2 separate regions of the Gossypium raimondii genome follow, and region 1 is linked to region 2. Evidence: chromatin contacts called from public Hi-C data. All regions are on one chromosome and are shown on one strand. The core of a region is the stretch at or near the end of the contact, and the rest is flanking DNA. Distances in the headings are between cores, read along the strand shown. Region 1 holds the start of LOC105778241 (ethylene-responsive transcription factor ERF062). Region 2 holds the start of LOC105777434 (succinate dehydrogenase subunit 3-1, mitochondrial).

Region 1 (2,700 bases), core at 175-2,674, 130 kb before region 2:
AAAAGAGGAAATGAACCAAAATAATTGGCCTGTTCTGTTGGATAAAAAAAGTTTGATTAAATGTGTGAGCATGTGGTAGTAAAAGATGATACAAATATGCTAGGACAAAGATGAATAATATAAGAAAATGTCAGGAGTCAGAGACCGAAAGAGCATCCCAGATCATATCCATGTCCAAGGAAGGCATTCTACTTAACTGTACAGCATCTACATCTGATGATACACTCTCCTGAGTTTTCTTACTTATCTCATTCACTTCAGATACTGCCTTGTTCTTGACCTCAAATTGCCACTCTCTTTTCTCAGTGTTCTGGTTTAAATCTTGGACTTTTGCCGATGTCAACGATGGGTCATTGGACTTCTTGTTGCCAGCAATGCCTTGTGAAATTGCTTGCAACTTGGCTTCAAGAAGTGCAGCAGTGTTCCCATTCAAAGAATTGGCCTTGAGTTGATGCTTAAGATCTGGAAAATTCAAATGTGCATATTCTCCACGCAGCATGTATGCTGCTGTATCGTATGCCATTGCCGCTTCTTCTGCAGTGTCGAAAGTCCCTAACCAAACCCTTGTCCGATTTCTCGGCAGCCGTATCTCGGCAACCCATTTTCCCCAATGTCTTTGCCTTACCCCTCTGAACAACTTTCCAGGGGATGATGAACCCTTTTGATGCTGGTTCTGCAACCTGCGTCCAGTGTACTTCATAGGTTGAGTCTTGGTAGTGCTAAGCCAGTAGTCACTAAAACCTTTGGATTGATAACTTGTCAAACTCTGGTTCATTCTAAGCCATTCATCCCCCATTTGAGACTGAACCTGACCAATTTGAGGCATTTGGAATGAAGAGTTTTGACACAAGGTCGATCCAGGTTCACCCTTTTTCCCCATGGAACCAATGGCTCGTCTGCTCGGATCTAACATGCCAGGTTCCTGCAGAAACAAGTTTAAGTTGGGGAATTTCGATGTTGTAGAGGGAGAAGGTGGTTCAGAAACTTGAGCTTGGTTTAGTTTCGGAAAAGTCTCCAAGAAGTTCAATGGCATAAAACCATCCTTGACCTCAGAAACAAGACCACCATGAGGGGGGACAGAACTGAACCCTGAAACAAACAAGCTGGAATGATGCTCATTCAAAATATCTTGTCTGAGAATTCCAGGGATGTTTTTTAACAAATTGGCTTCTAGAGACTCCTCAGGTGAAGAACTGGAATTGAGCCTATCAGGTGAAGGAGATGAGGATGATGATGAAGGTGGTGACTTGCTTAAAGCGCCCCAAATGATAGGACCTGTTGGCGTGCCATAAATATAAGAAGGCCACTCCTTGTTCATCAAAGTTTCTGTTTTGGGAAATTGATTCTCCACGCTCATAATTTTTGGCCGAAAACAGAACAAAATTTAGGAGATGTATATAGAAATGATGCAACTGAAAGTACAATACGTTATATATTAAGCTTCTGATAAAGCCTTACTATAATAATAATAATATTAAGGGAACCTACTTTATCTATATATATATATACTGGTATTTTAAAATTTTAGCCTTTCAATAGAAACAATTGCTTTTCTTTCAATTGAAACAGTTGTTTGCCACGTGCAAGCAATTATCTTTCTTTTCTTTCTTTTTTTTTCTTATTTGATGAAGAGAGAAGAAAACAGATAGAAAGAATGGGAAAGATAAACTATCAAGTATATGAAAATAAACCAATCAAAAGCTTGCTGATGAGTTTTTCATTTGTTAACTGTGAAAGTTCCCCCATGAAAACGACTGTTAAGAACCTCAAACTCCTTTACTTCCATCCATGGCATTCTTGTTTAGACAATGGCCATGTGCTTTTCTCAAACACTCACATGACTGCTTCCTTCCCTTTTACTTTCTAACAGTAATTTTAAATGATAGTTGCACTTTACGAGATTTAAATTGCAATTACATCTATGCTTTCAATCTTACCGTAATTTCAGATGTAATAAATCCTATCATGCTCCATGTCATCAACAACGACGAAACTTCAATTTTAGACCTCATCATGTCCGATGCAAAATTTTAGATTTGGGTTCAACCCTGCTTAAAAAATATTTTAAAATTTTGCCTAAATTTGATTTAAATAAAAAAAATATTAAACTCGAACTCGATCCGACCTGCCCGTATTATTTTTTATATAAAAGTAAATTTAAAAAATATAATATATCAAATACACTAAAAATATTAAAATAAATATTTCTCAATAAATTAAAAATATGTTAAAGAAATCTTTATACTTAAATAACATTAAGATAATTGTAACTTAACAAGCAAATGCCTCCAAAATAGTAGCAAATTTAATAATAAAATAAAAGTTATACAATATCCAAATAATAACAACAATATAAAAGCAAAATGACAGCAAAACAACATCAAAATGACAGCAAACAACAACAAAACAACAGTAAAAAATTAGGCAAATTTGGGTCGGGCAAAGTAAAAAAAAAACTTACTCGAGACTATGTCCGTTTAGAAAACATATCTTATTTTTTACCCAAGCCCATTTTTTGGGCATATGTTTTTGCCCAAGCCCTTCCACATTTCAGGCAAGCCTTTGGGCGTGGGTTGAGCCGGCCCTTGACCAAGTCTAGTTCAAATTGTAAAAGGTCCACTTAGGCTGATAGTCTTCGTATTTTAACAAAGTTTGATATTTAATCGAGGGTTAAAATATAACATAAGTCCTTGTATTTTT
Region 2 (2,709 bases), core at 63-2,562:
CAATCTTACATTTAAGTCAATCTTATCACAGTTCACAATCACTTTCTGAAAGAGTTCACACATTCAAAGCTTGGTGTTTGTTAACTATGGGGGATGCAGAATCAGATAAGCACAGTTTAAACTCCTAATGAAAGCTCATACGATTGAAAGGGGAACGGTTAATGGTTACAGCTCTCCCAATCAAAGATTTAGCAGAATCCATCGAATTAAACCACTAATTCAACACAGATCACTATATTGACAAGTTCAAAGATGCTTTTTGGCATTAACAAGGTTTTCTTTTTACTCATCACCAAGGTTCAATTTATTCCAAAAAAAAAAACCATTAACACATTCTTTATTTTGCCAAACAAAGTCTTACCTCAACCCAGAAAGGCCCAGACCAAACAAGAACTTACCAAGCCAGCAAATCAGTCGATTTGAAGCTGAATCACATCTTTCCTCCTCACCGTTCTTCACCTCAGCTTTCCCGAAAAATCCGTCAATAAATGACGAACCCCATTATACAGATAATAGGACAGGGCTAAGGCAGCAATTGAGACGGAAATTAGGAGAAGCTTTGATGAATAAAAGAAGAATTGGTAGAAATTCGTATAGGTGAAGCAAATCAAACCTATTTTCAGACAAAGAAGATAAAAAAACAAAAGTATAGTGGCTAGGAAAGCCCCGGAGATTCTATGGGAAATTGGAAACGTCGAAGTAAGCTGTGGCTTATAAATAGGAAGATGAGGAGATAACGGGCGAAGGTTTGATTCTTTGGCCTCGCTCCCAAGCCCTGGAATGTCACGGGATGTGGAGAGAAATCGATTCCCCTTGACTTGATCCATCATGTTCAGGCTCCTTGTTGGAGACAAAGGATCAAACATATCTGCAGGAATTTTTTTCTTGAGGGGGCAAAATGACTGAATCATAATTTTATAATTTCTGTAAGAACTAAAGTGAAAATTTACCTTTTTTGGCCCCCTGGCGCCGCCCCTGCAGATCTGCAGCATAGAAACCGGAAGGGCCAAAATCAGCATCAATTTTAGATAATCAAAAATTAAAAAGAAGCGAAAGAAGTCGAAATGAAAAACAGATGAGTGGACAAGTACCTGGGAAGAAACCGTCAGCACGACGGCGATCATCGTGGTCATCAGGCGTGGCGGCGTTGGTGTTAAAGAGTCTGGAGATGGATGGAGCGATGGCGACGCGTAAGGAGCTAGGGAGGATGTTGGATGAGACGAGCCTCTTAAGAGCTAGAGAAGAAGCCATTGCTAAATAGAAGAGTCTCAAAATTGCTTAGCCTGCAAAAAAGAAACATGGAGTGAAACGGTGGGGTTATATAAGGGAAGGAGGAAGCTGCTCTGCAAGAAAACGTAAATAGATGTTATTGGGCTTAGGCCTATTTAGGTTCGGTTTTAGGGTTTGAGCCTATTTGGATTCGGCTTTGACATGATATACAAATTTTGGATCAATTATGTGGCAATCTAACAATTCCAAAATTTATTTCAAATATTTCATCATTTCATTTCCTAAAGTAACCTTTGGAAATCTATGTACCTATAACTTTAGAAACCAATTATGTAGTGGTTATTCACCTCCTTCTTTAACTATCCATTCCTGCGAATAGAGCATATTTTATGATTAATCATTTATCCTTTTAGAGAACACCTAACATCTAAATATAATCGTTGTTTGTTGTTATTTTGTTGATCACTGAACTATTCACAAGTTTTCATTTAAGTCATTGGGCTATTAAAATCGATTCTATATGGCTTTCTCTATTCGCACTATCTGTACCAATCGAGAGCTCTTTTTCCCTTTCTCTTCTATCGTTGAATGTTTTTTCATGAAACAACTTTGAACTTCACAAATCTGCAAACCAAAATTCAAACAGTTTTTTCTTTGATCTCCTACACTGATCGCTAGATAGACTTGGATCTAAGTTATGTTCTTCTACTCGTCGATGGGTACAGATCCACCCTCTCGATCGTCGAATCATCGCTTGGAGTTTATGGCAGAACTTTAAAAAAAAATTTAATAGTCTAGTGACTTAAATAAAATATTTTTAATAGTTTAGTGACTTAAATGAAAACTTTCAAATAGTTTAGTGATCAAATTATAACCATTTTTTAATTAAATAACCAAAACAAAAACTTTCTTATAATTTAATGACTAATGATATAATTTACCCTATTTTTTTCTCAGCAAATTTTTTACATAAGTTTAAAGAGTTTATGGAAATGTAAATATATAGGAAAATGGCAACTCATCCATCTTCATCATATTTGATTCATTAATCTATACACCAATTGTATGATTATTTATATATTTTATAAAATGGTTGATTAATGTGGAGTATGCCTCGTATTTCAGCATAAATAGTGTGTGACGTCGCAACGAAGAGGAGTTCTTCGCTCCGATGACGTGACCATACTTCATCACGACGAAAAGAAAGCCGTGTCGCAACGTGGCGACATGTTTCTCAATTTTCTCAGCTTTACTTCTTTCAGTTAAATATTGTTTTAGTTTTCCACTTAAACGCTGATTAGTGTAGATTATTTTTATACTATTAGCTTTTACAAGCTTTCAGAGAATTTTGTGTTTAAGTTTCAAGTGTTCTTATTTTCGGGTTTCAGAGTTTAGTTTTTATTTCTATCTATGTACTCTTCGTTCTTGCCGATTTAGTAAATTTATCTTTACCTATGATTTTTTATTCACGTAAAATAT

The links. A called contact is a pair of places that touch in the nucleus more often than the background predicts.
Region 1: a Hi-C map of leaf shows a contact between it and region 2, with 5 times the contacts expected there. The contact joins the promoter of LOC105778241 here to the promoter of LOC105777434 in region 2. A contact is called at or near these places in 2 of 2 Hi-C or Micro-C datasets (both in leaf).

What each region holds. Positions count from the first base shown.
Region 1 is chr10:27,778,528-27,781,227 of ASM2569854v1, reverse strand. LOC105778241 (ethylene-responsive transcription factor ERF062) reads right to left here and starts at 1,424. Exons shown (of 1, transcript XM_012601902.2): 1 at 1-1,424. The coding sequence starts at 1,357. The coding sequence ends at 131.
Region 2 is chr10:27,646,840-27,649,548 of ASM2569854v1, reverse strand. It overlaps LOC105777434 (succinate dehydrogenase subunit 3-1, mitochondrial), which reads right to left and starts at 1,312. Exons shown (of 3, transcript XM_012600705.2): 1 at 1,092-1,312; 2 at 951-983; 3 at 207-868. The coding sequence starts at 1,251. The coding sequence ends at 456.